Linked DNA regions of Mus musculus: regions 1, 3 and 4 are each linked to region 2. The links are chromatin contacts, called in public HiChIP or PLAC-seq maps. All regions are on one chromosome and are shown on one strand. Each heading gives the region's core, a stretch centred on a gene start, on an enhancer-like site or on the middle of the called end of the contact. The rest is flanking DNA. Distances are from core to core; before and after follow the strand shown. Region 1 has its middle 14 kb from the start of Gm40425. Region 2 has its middle 38 kb from the start of Gm35895. Region 3 overlaps Gm35818 (a long non-coding RNA gene). Region 4 overlaps Gm35818 (a long non-coding RNA gene).

Region 1 (2,700 bases), core at 6-2,505, 220 kb before region 2:
TTACAAATTAGGCCAAACCTAGCTGAAGATCTTTTGGCTCATACTACCCTCCTCCTGTGCGTTATTTGGATCGACACATAAAGATAAAGTCTTTCGGATTTAGCAACTCCGGTTTCCTATAGGCGTGGCCGATACCCCCACCCCATGATGTATTAAAACAGGGTCTCACGTAACCCAGGCTGGCCTCCAATTCACTACATAGCCAAGACCAGCCTCAAACTCTGGAGCCTCCTGCCCCCACCTCCCAGGTAATGAGATTATGCGCATGCGCCATCACTCTTGGCTCCTGGCTGAAAAATTTAAAGCCATGATTGTAGGCAAGCCTTTGCTTGGCAACAGGCTTGATACATCTCTGTAAAAGCGGGAAGAATACTCTGAATGAACCCCAAGAGAGCGTGCACAATTCCAGACTCTGAATAAAACCTCTGTCTTCCACAAGGAGCTCCTTGGAGTCCCTAGAATTCCTCTTGGGGGAGTGAACAGTGTTCGCTGTGAACAGACTCGTAAGTGTGTTGACTTAAACGAAAAACCTCTAGGGAGGAAAAAGTCATCAATCTAACTTGTAAGAAACATGGACGCTGGAAGAAGTGTGAGGATTTCAATTTGGAACAAGAGATGAAACAGAACAGAATTACACAGAGCAATGAGAGAGCCAAGGATTGTCTCCAGGGTGGATGGAGCTGGCGCTGAGAGGAACTTGGTTACCCGTTCAGTGTGGAAATGGAGAAACATGAATTCCCAGAGTCAACCAATCCAGAAGGACCTTCAGGACCTCATTTACTGTCCTCCAAATGAGCGATGTAGCTCTTTCTTTTCAACATCTCCCATATTTTTTTTTTTTTTTTTAATGTGTGAATGTTCTTTATGAGTGACTCCTTGTTCAGGTTTGTGTGAATGGGAACAAAGCCTTCTGGGACAGACTCAGGAAAAAAAAAAACAACCCAAGGTTATATAGTTGACACTGGGAACGCAGCAATTGCTTTGCTGTGAATTTTGAGACTTTTCAGTTCCTATAGTTTTCTGTGGGATTTTTGAATTAAAAAAAAAAAAAGGAGGAGGGGTGGATAGAGAGATTGTCTCAGGACAGTGGATCATTTTTTGTTTCTTTATGGTCCCTAACAGGAAGTCTGAAAACTCCCTCACAAAGAACTAAAAAACCATTATGTTAATTCACCAGCCATCAATACTATGAGTAATTCCCCAAAGTCATAAAACAACACTGCATCATAGTAAGGACAGAGCTGCCTTTCATAGAGGGTAGTTGGGGAGTTTCAAAGTCCCTACAGGCCATGGCAGATGGAGGCAGGAGGCAGGAGGCAGGAGGCAGGAGGCAGGAGGCAGGAGGCAGGAGGCAGGAGGCAGGAGGCAGGAGGCAGGAGGCAGGAGGCAGGAGGCAGGAGGCAGGAGGCAGGAGGCAGGAGGCAGAGGCGACCAGGACTGGCTCCTCCTCTCCTGATGCTTTCCTGATGCTCCCCCTCCCCCCAAGCAGCATCTGGGCTTTCTTAAGGACCATTTAAATGTCTCCAAGCCTGCTGACCAGTTTTCAGTTCCTTAGGCACGCATGGTGGAAAGAAAGAACCAATTCCCAAAAGTTATCTTTTGGCTTCCACATCTATACCACAGCATGATTTACCTCTGTGACTGGGCTGCTGTGCAGATTATCGGGGCGCGGGGGGGGGGGGGGGGGGGGAGGGGTCAGAAGGGACATTCAGCTGTCATGTAGATACTAAAAGAGCCTTCTGTCCTCCAGTATTGAAAATAGCCATGTAAAAGACTTGATCGTGGGGGCCAGAGATGGCTCAGTGGCTAAGAGCACCAGCAGCTCTCCTAGGGGACCCGGATCTGATTCCAAGCGCTCACATGGCAGCTTATAACTGTCTGGAACTCCAGTTCCAAGGACTCTGATGACTTCAGTCTCCTGTGCAGAAAGCCAGCCTTGTTTATGGTTCAGTGACACACATAAAGCAAAGCACCCTTACCTAAAAAAATCATCAGTGCGAGGGGTTCTCAGAAGTTAGAATTAAAATAATAAATACTTCAGAGTAAAGAATGTGAGTACTCTATGGTGTCATTTATGCTTTTATGTTAAATCATTGCTGGAAATATTAATTGTATCAGGTTATAAGCATTAGGTATTCGTTACTGATGGTAATTTAATATTTTCTTCTCAGGATCATCTAGACTTAGACTACACTTAGTATCTTCAACAAGACACGGTGAGATAACAGATTCAACAAACAAAATAAAAACAAGCATTGCTGAAAAATGTAACACTCATTTATTCTTAGGATTCTTTTTTCTCCCAGTAATTACCATATTAAATTAAATTAAGCAAAAACTATAGTGCTTTCTGTCTCCAGGGGTGAACTCTGAAGCGAACGTCTTTTCTCACTGAGGCATCTGCAGCTGGCTGTCTGAAATCACTTGTCTCCTGGTTTCTCAACTCATTCTGTCTCTTTCAGATTATTTTTTATCGCTTACCGCTCGCTTCCTCATGAACGTAGAAGCTATGGAATGGAGATAAGACAGAACTTAGTTAATTTTGCCTTTTATTACTGACTGGTTAAGGGGGAAATTGAAAGGGAAAAGAAAGTTAAAACAGCCAGAAGAGGATGTAAAACTATCTCTGGTCTCTTTATCTTTCATCTAGTCCTCAGATGACGCAGTGATCAGCAATCAGATCCCTGCCCCCGTGAGCTT
Region 2 (2,700 bases), core at 115-2,614:
ACTTTGCTTTTTATTCTCTCTCCCTTTTCTCTCTTCCCTTCTCCATATATTTCTTTCCCTTCAAAAGCACCCTTCTGTCTCTGAGACCTCTGCTTGCTTCTCTCACGGGTTTTGAAAAAGTAACATTTCGGCTGGTGAGATGGTTCAGCTGCTGAAGGTGCTGACTGCCAAGCAGAAGATCTGAGTTCAATACCAGGAATGCACAGAGTGGAAGGAGACAATAATATCCACAATTGTCCTCTGACCTCCACAAGAGAGCTGAGCCATGTGAGCTGTGTGTGTGTGTGTGTGTGTGTGTGTGTGTGTGTGTGTGTGTGTGAAAAGAAAAAAGTGACATTAGCCCAGGTGTGGTGGTGCACACCTTTAATCCTAGGAGTCAGGCAGGTGGATTTTTATGAATTTGAGGCCAGCCTGGTCTGCATAGTGAGTTCCAGGACAGCCAGGGCTATGCAGAGATGCCCTATCTTAAGCCCAAACAAAGTAATCAAAAAACTAACAAAACAAAACAAGAGAAAGGAAGAAAGAAAGAAAGAAAGAAAGAAAGAAAGAAAGAAAGAAAGAAAGAAAGAAAGAAAGAAAGAAGGAAAGAAAGGAAGGAAGAAAGAAAGAAAGAAAGAAAGAAAGAAAGAAAGAAAGAAAGAAAAGGGAGTGAAATTTGCATATCACAAATGCAGGAAGAAAGAAAGCCTTTTTATAATGTGCCCTAATTTGGGGGGGGGGGGGAGTACTTGGAAGAGTTAAAGGAGGCTTGCCATTCTTTTGTTCCCTCCGGAGACTCAGACTTTCAACCCTGTAGGTCCAGAACTTAACTGGAGTTCCTGCAGCATTCACACATTCAGCGAAGAGTGCTTCTAATTCTGTCTTTCAGCCGTCAGGCACGTAGGCAATTTCCTTTTATAAAGTTGGTGGTTAGAACTAAACAGGTGCAAGTTACAGGAAATGCAAACTATTCCCCACACCAAGAGAGATGCAGTTGATAAGGGACTCCCCGCCCCCACCCCCTTCAAAAGTTCCCTCCATCAGCTCCCAGTCTCCCAGGGTCTTGACTCCTACAGCACCCCTCCCTCCCTCGCATCCCTGTCAGTGAGCCAGCCAGCCAGCCAGCCAGCCAGTCTGCAAGCCTGAGTGCTCTCTCTACAAAGAAACATCAGGACTAGGAGAAGGTCAAGATCATGCAAAGGAAGGACCACCCTCAGGCTCCTCTCGGCCCTTACCCTCCTGCCCCTCTTTCTGTGAAAACGAGCCTACCTAGCATCTTGGGGCTGGGGACCCCTCTGAGCGTGTGGAACCCGCAGGCGGGCTAAGCGGGGGCGGTCCCCTGCCGGGAGGTGGGCAGGGTTCACCGAGCAGATGGTGCTGACTCACGCTCTCGCTACGTGAGCCTTGGTGGCAGGCAGGGCCAGGTTGGGCCGGGCGGGACCGGGACTGAGTCCTGCCTGGTGCCTGGCTACCTGCCCGCGGCTCACCCCGAGGGACTTCGCCCTGGCCCCAGTGCAGCCCCACCCTGATGGCCCTGAGGATGGCTTTACAGTGGGAGCTGATCTTTGGTCCCAGGTGCAGCTAGACAGGAGAAATCCGGGTTTCTGTACATGCCCTTCCCTCGAGCCTCTTCTTGACCTCCTGGGAGTCCACAGAAGCCCCGGAGCTGGCCCCTGGCTTCTTTCTTTTATGGCCTCTTATCTAAGTGAAGACGTTTCAGAATTACTCTAGGTTTTTTGTTGCTTTCAAAAATCTCTTGGTCTCTAAGCAACCCAGTGTGATGTAGAAAGGACAGGCTCCCTTTATCCATTGACAGCGAGGAGCTCAAGACCCGCCTTTGTTCAATGTTTTATCAGTTGACCACAAAGAGAACTTTTAGCACCGCACAGAGGAGCACTTGGCATTAACGTAACCTTCTTTGGTGACAGGTCCCAGTCTCATGTTTCAGTGGAAAGTCAGGTGACAGAGAAAAGGGGATCCAAGTGTATTGGTATACGCCCCAGACTGAAAAATCAGAAGTCAAGGTCATTCTTAGCTACCTAGCCAGTTCAAGGCCAGCACAGGCCAGCACAGGCTGGCTACCTGGTCTCCACAAGCCTTCACACTCCGCCAAAATCAAGTGGGGATTCTAATGAATGTGTCAAATTACCCCCACTTTTTCTTTAGTGCTGCCCTTTCTGGCACAGTTAAAGGGAGAGTAGTGCTTGCAGGGGACTAGGCAGGTCTTTGGGTGTGGTGGTGGGGATACTGACTTTCAGCTTCAAGTGCAGCGGGTGGTCCCTGGGCTTGTAACACCAACAGGATAGCCTAGGGGTCCTGAGCGGCCCCTATGGATACCTGACTTATTTCAGGGCTGCAGTAAGGCGCTAGCTGCAAATGGCATTTCTGTAGCTGCAATGGTCGTGGCAATGAAACAGGATATTCTTTTCTTTGTTGAAGATAACTGGATGGGGAAAATGTCAGTCATTGACTACTTCAGAAAAGCCTGCTTTGCTCTTGTTTGTTTGTCTTGGGAAACCAGTAGAAACAAGCAAAACTGAAATGAACTTTGGGTTGTGGGGGTGGCAGCAGGTGGCATCTCCTGTCTTTAATCCTAGCACTCAGGAGGCAGAAGCAAGCAGTTACAAAACCAAGAGTTCAAGGGCAGCCTGAACTACATTTGAATTCCAGGGCTACACAGAGAAACCTTGTCTCAACAAAACAAAACAAAACAAACAAAAA
Region 3 (2,819 bases), core at 2-2,501, 190 kb after region 2:
ATCCCCAGAACAGGAGTTACAGACAATCGTGCGATGCCATGCCGGTGCTGGGAATTGAACCCAGGTCTTCTGGAAGAATAGCCAGTGCTCTTGACCTCTGAGCTATCTCTTCAGCCCTTTATCTTAATATCATAAGCCGTTCCTTTGGCTAGGTCTATGTTTCTAGATGGCCTGCTTATACTGTTACTTCCTGCTTGATTTTACCTTCGGAGCTTCTGACTTTGAAAAAGCAGATTTATACCATGTACCCCCCCCCCCGTCACGGCTGCCTCTTTATACTTGCTCAGTTCTCAAGAAACACATCTAATACCTCTTAGTTAGCCCAATATATTCAATTTTTAAAACTTCTACAATTTTTACATGTGCATGGGTATTTTCCCTGTATGTATGTCTATGCACCATGTGGATACCTGGTGTCTCTGGAGACAAGAGGCCAGCATTAGATTCTCTGGGACTGAAGTTACAGACGTCTGTGGGCCACACAGGGCATAAGAATCGAACCCTAATCCTCTGGAAGAACAGCAAGTCCTCTAAGCGCTGAGTACTGAAAGGAAATAAAACTGTAATTCATGTAATGTATGTTAAATAGCCCAAAGAGTTGTTTGTGAGCTTTGAAACCTGGGGCTGAGAACATAGCAGAACAGACCAGGACATGCCCGGGCAGGCCCATCGCCTCCCTAGCTCCCACCCCTCTGACCTAAGTTAAATGTTACAGGCTGCTGATGTTTAAATGGACCAATCATGTGAAACCGCGCCAATTCCTCCCCCAGCCCCACTCCTTTTCTATAAAAACCCCTAGCTTCCAAGCCTCGTGGTCGAATCCACTGTCTCCTGTTGTGTGAGATACGTTTCGACCCGGAGCTCCGCCATTAAAAAACCTCTTGTTACATCAAGGTGTTGTGTTCTATTCGTGATTCTTGGGTGCACGCCGAATCGGGAGCTGAGTGGGGGTTTCCCCACTGAGTTCTTTCAGTACCTCTCCAGCCCTGGGACAGTCAATGATTTTTAAGCCAATGACAACAATACTATGTGAACGGAGCCATTGTGACACCTTGTAGTCCTTTGAGCTAAATAATCGTTCCTTTTTATTTTCTATGAATCTCTAAACACCCCCATTAACAGGCAGAATCTACTAACACGCTCAAACACATTTAAATCTTTTCCTCCTTGCCAGCAAAGCTCCCTGAAGCATCTCATCTCTTGTCTCACACAGTCTGCTGTCCCCTCTAAGACATGCCAGCCGTCCCCATGCAGCTCCCTGAAGAAGCACCACCACTTCTGGCCTGCTCCTTTGTTTTGCTAATGCGTGAAATCTACTGGCTTCCTGAGGAAAAATGTCCAGGTCACCTTTCTGAGTCCTCACTTACCAGAAAAAGAAAAAAAGAAGAAGAAGCTTTTACTCTGCAATCAGACTTGGTTGATTATTTTCCCAGGCAAAGAAATCTCCTCCGTCCGGGAAGTTGCTTTTACTGAAAGCTTAAAAGTACTTCTCCATTTTATTTTAACCTGCAGAAAGGTTGGATGCTGTTTTCGTTCCCAATGCTCCCTCTGGGCTTCCCTCCCACCTCTGGAAGCGTTTGAGGATGTGTGCAGCCCAGACCTTTTTCTTTTTTCATTTATCGGATTGCAGTTTCATGTACACCCACGGTCTGAGAGCTTCCGTGTCTCCCGTGCTGAGTGTGTCCTGACTCCTGACGTCACTTCCTCCTCTAGAACTCCTTTTATTTGGATGATTGACCTTTGAAACTAATTTCAAGTTTCATTTTTCTCATTTTCCACCTCATTTAATTTTGCTCTGTTTTCTGGGACATTGTTTCCACTTTGTCTTCCAAACCTTCTACTGGGCTTTCAAAATACCTCCAACTGTTTTAATTTGCCTTTCCTCTGAGTATTCTCTATTTTTTTTTAAATATCATCTTGTTTATAACATAACGGATGTGAAGCACTTTCTGAGATTGTCTGAGGATATTAATTATACCATTTTGGATTTTTTTCCTAGCCCCCTGCGCTGTCTTCTACATGTTCCCTATTCTTCTAAGTGTCACCTTTGATCGCCTCTATTTTCCTGTCAATGGTAGGAGCTGTCTATAAATTCCTGGTGTTTCTTGGACTGTCTCTTATTATCTAAGAGGAAGGTCATAAGCTGGGGACAGATGTAGATTAGTAATCAAGGACCTTCCTAGGCTGTGTGAAAGCCATCCCTATCACCAGCACCCCTAACTCTCGGCTGTGTATGTGTGCTAGGATGGGGCTTGAGGAATGTGTGCTCATGTGCACTGCATTTGCACAGAGATCAGAGGATAATTTTCAGGAGTTGGTTTTTCTCTTTTCACCTTGCCAAGACAAGGTGCCTCTTGTTTTCAGAAGGGCTGCAAGCCTTCTGTCAATAATCCAGTCTTTCCTTGCACGTTACAGTAGGAGTGCTAGGATTATGTGCCGTGGTACCTGGCTCCTTACACAGGTCTGGGGTAAACCTCAGCTCTCCAGACTTGCACACCTGGCACTTTTACCTGCTGAATGTCTCATCCCTAGCCCTTGCCTTATTTTACTTTGGGACCATCATTGACCTTATCTTTAAAATACAAATTTCCTTACTTGCTGACCAAGTAAAGAAGAAAAAGAAGGCGTGGAGTCTCCAATGTCACTGAGAATTTTCTTGAAATGCCTGTTATCTGATCTCAGCTATATCCAGGATGTTGCACTTCAGATCTTCAGAGACTTGCAGAGTCGGGAGACAGTCCCATGATCAGCACTGAGGGGTTAGGGTGGCTGTTTATGGAAGCATTCAACTTATTCCTATCTTCAACTCTACCTGCTCT
Region 4 (2,713 bases), core at 184-2,683, 210 kb after region 2:
GGCTCCCCAGACAAGGTCAGAAGAGCGGAGGCCCTTCTGGTAAAGGGAGGCTTCCATTTTGTGCCAGGCTCAGAGAAGTTAACCACTTAAGGTAGAATTCTACCTTAATTGGTAGACAACCCCTTTTTTCCCCAAGTTGCTTTGGTCATGATGTTTCATCACAGCAACAGAAACAGCACCCCTCTATGGCCTTTGTATGAGCTGTTGCCTCCAGATACCCCACTTGTGATGGATTACAGTGTGGAAGTGTAAGCTGAATAAATCCTTTCCTCCACAACTTGCTTTGGTTGTGCTCCATCATAGCAGTAGTAGCTCTAACTAGGATACTTTGTCTGGTGTGCAGACCATAACGTAGCCTACAGGTTTTACCGCCCCTGCAGCCATGTCTTACGTGGTGCTAGGAGACACCCCTCCTCTCTTCCCTTTCAGCTTCTCTTTATTGTCTCAGGGGTGGATTTGTGTCTCAAGAGCCAGTTCTTTGTGAATGCCACCCCTAACCCCAAGATGGGAACAAAGAGATACTCGTTGTTGCAGTATAATGTTCTACCTCTACTACAATCCCACTTTCACAGAAAATGGACCTTGACTAGGAGAAAGGAGTAGAAATGTTTTGATTGTGAATGGAACAGTCAAAAAAAAAACCCGGTAATCTACTCTGTCCCTCCTCACACCCCCTCTAATGGGCCCGCTCTTGCTCAGGTCCCATCGCAGCTCTCCTCACAGGACAGAGAAATTGGAGCACTGATTCTATGTGTGTCTTTTGACATGTCATACTTAACAAAGTGTCAGCCTCCCTAGATCTCAGTCACAACAGCCGAACAATGGGGATAGCCACCGTTATCTTATTATTGTTATTATTTTTTCTCTTCGAGATAACTCTTGGCTTTGAAATGGGAACACACCCAAGGCAAAGATGGTTCTCGCTGATATCTCACTGCAGTATGAGGCTTCACAACCGGCAATTGCATAGACTGAGGACATGGAAGCTCCAAGGTATGGTTTTTGAGAAGAAGGTTTTTATTGTAGATATGAAGGACAGTACAGCCAGAGGAGTGTGGAAGGGTTCAGAGCTGAGAGAGAAAGTAAGAGACTAAACATGGCCAGCAGACTGGATCAGCCTGGGAGAGGGGGTGGGAGAGAGAGAGAGAGAGGGGGGGGGGAGAGAGAGAGAGAGAGAGAGAGAGAGAGAGAGAACAAAGCAGACTAAGAGGTATAGGAAAGGAGATGGAGAGGGGAAGACAGTGTAAGAGGAAGACCATGAGCTGGAGTTTAGGGTAAGGTGGGGTGAGAAAGGCTAAGAACCATGGGTACTGAGAAAGGCTGGAGGCCCTCTGATGCTTTGATATGCTAATAGATACTACAGATCTCCGGATGACCCTTCTGAATGAGATAGGAAATGGCTTCTTTAGTTGAGCGGAACAGCCACAGAATTTGGGTGAGTGGCATTTCCTTGCTTCCTTCAGTTCTGACAGAGGTTGAGTGGTTTGGAATGGAGCAGAAGAGTGGGGAAGGGAGCCTGTCAGTCAGAGCACATCTGCTTTCCCTTTGGTACTGGGCCTTGTGTGCACGCGCGCACGAGTGTGTGTGTGTGTGTGTGTGTGTGTGTGTACATGTTCATGTTTGCCTACGCATGTCAGTATATGACCACGTATGTGCATATTTAGCAATTTCAACATCTATAAAACAGCCGCCATGAGCTGATAATCTCACCAAAGCTTAATGAATGAGAAACAACCCCCAAAACAGGCAGAGGGCTTTCACCAGAGGCGGAAGGCAGGGCTTCAGGCATAATAAATCCCTGGCTCTGACAGTTTTTAGTACTTTCTGTCTGGAGGGGGAAAAAGGTGAATAAATAATAAATAAATAAATAAAATTCACATTAACCTAAGAATTACCTTACAGTGTTTTTTGAAAGGAAGAAAAAGGGAGAGTTGAGCTAGCAGAACTATTTCAAGATGATTTAGCAGGTGAGAGGGAGTTAGCTGTGACTGTTTTATGTCTCGTCTATTAGGGACTGTATGCTGCGACAGATCCATTCTAAGTTATACAGTTGTTCGGCAAAACTTTTGTGGGTTTTTAAATTGACTGTAATGTTTAGCAATTGGAATATAAATTTATTCAAGCCTCTTATTTGGCCGCCTCAATGGCGCATTACAAAGTATTTTATGGTGTCTGATCTGCTTAAGTTTTACAACCAGCTTCCGTTGTGCCACTCTCTTTATGGCTCCGGCTGAGAGCAGGGCTGGGTGCTCTGCCTTCTGTTGGTCCCTAGGCTACTCTTGGGGTCCTGGGGAAGGGGCTCTCCAGCTGAGCCTAAGGTGTAAACAGGTCTTTTTCTCCATGCTATCTTTTTCCTGGATCTCTGTCACATGACTGGTGCTAGGCTACTGGGGACTGTTTGTGCCTAACTCCAGCTGGGCTATGTCCATCCCTGGTCCTCCCTGTGATCATGAAAGCTAAATTCCCAAGCTTCTTTTACGCTTTTGCCTTTGCTAGTGAACAATTGTCCTCCCCCCCCCCCCCGCCCCACCTCCTCCCCTTCTGGTTTCTCCTCCCCAACCTTCCTTCCTCTTTCAACAGAGTCTGACTATGTGGTCCAAGCTGGCCTGGAACTCAGTAGGTAGACCTAGCTGGTTTCACACTCACAGAGACCTGTCTACCTCTGCCTCCCGAGTGCTGGGCAGCATGGACCTCCATGATGGGCAGGGAAGGA

The links. HiChIP or PLAC-seq counts read pairs in DNA pulled down with a chosen protein or histone mark.
Region 1: a FOXA1 HiChIP or PLAC-seq map of pancreatic cancer cells shows a contact between it and region 2. The contact joins two enhancer-like sites. A contact is called at or near these places in 9 of 484 Hi-C or Micro-C datasets (embryonic stem cells, liver and nephron progenitors) and 7 of 115 datasets of contacts at active chromatin or transcription factors (T-cell acute lymphoblastic leukemia, embryonic stem cells, intestinal villus epithelium and 1 more).
Region 3: an H3K4me3 HiChIP or PLAC-seq map of embryonic stem cells shows a contact between it and region 2, with 26 read pairs. The contact joins two enhancer-like sites. A contact is called at or near these places in 6 of 484 Hi-C or Micro-C datasets (embryonic stem cells, long-term hematopoietic stem cells and nephron progenitors), 9 of 115 datasets of contacts at active chromatin or transcription factors (embryonic stem cells and stem cell-derived neural progenitor cells) and 1 of 9 other capture datasets (embryonic stem cells).
Region 4: an H3K27ac HiChIP or PLAC-seq map of embryonic stem cells shows a contact between it and region 2, with 4 times the contacts expected there. The contact joins two enhancer-like sites. A contact is called at or near these places in 1 of 39 promoter capture datasets (embryonic stem cells), 1 of 15 datasets of contacts at CTCF or cohesin (embryonic stem cells), 35 of 484 Hi-C or Micro-C datasets (the HL-1 cell line, embryonic stem cells, long-term hematopoietic stem cells and 4 more), 18 of 115 datasets of contacts at active chromatin or transcription factors (bone marrow-derived dendritic cells, embryonic stem cells, epiblast stem cells and 3 more) and 1 of 9 other capture datasets (embryonic stem cells).

What each region holds. Positions count from the first base shown.
Region 1 is chr12:54,534,891-54,537,590 of GRCm38.p6, reverse strand. No RefSeq gene overlaps it. Among named protein-coding and RNA genes, the nearest start is that of Gm40425, 14 kb to the left of the region's middle. Within about 2 kb of position 1,255, at least 16 of the 459 cell types and tissues checked have an H3K27ac peak or open chromatin away from gene starts, as enhancers often do. A contact at or near this core is called in pancreatic cancer cells, where this site is marked.
Region 2 is chr12:54,311,950-54,314,649 of GRCm38.p6, reverse strand. No RefSeq gene overlaps it. Among named protein-coding and RNA genes, the nearest start is that of Gm35895, 38 kb to the left of the region's middle. Within about 2 kb of position 1,364, at least 196 of the 459 cell types and tissues checked have an H3K27ac peak or open chromatin away from gene starts, as enhancers often do. A contact at or near this core is called in embryonic stem cells and pancreatic cancer cells, where this site is marked.
Region 3 is chr12:54,124,948-54,127,766 of GRCm38.p6, reverse strand. All of the region lies in intron 2 of Gm35818 (a long non-coding RNA gene), which reads left to right. Among named protein-coding and RNA genes, the nearest start is that of Gm35818, 16 kb to the left of the region's middle. Within about 2 kb of position 1,251, at least 12 of the 459 cell types and tissues checked have an H3K27ac peak or open chromatin away from gene starts, as enhancers often do. A contact at or near this core is called in embryonic stem cells, where this site is marked.
Region 4 is chr12:54,101,386-54,104,098 of GRCm38.p6, reverse strand. Gm35818 (a long non-coding RNA gene) reads left to right here. Exons shown (of 7, transcript XR_872758.1): 4 at 873-993; 5 at 1,355-1,435. Among named protein-coding and RNA genes, the nearest start is that of Gm35818, 39 kb to the left of the region's middle. Within about 2 kb of position 1,433, at least 6 of the 459 cell types and tissues checked have an H3K27ac peak or open chromatin away from gene starts, as enhancers often do. A contact at or near this core is called in embryonic stem cells, where this site is marked.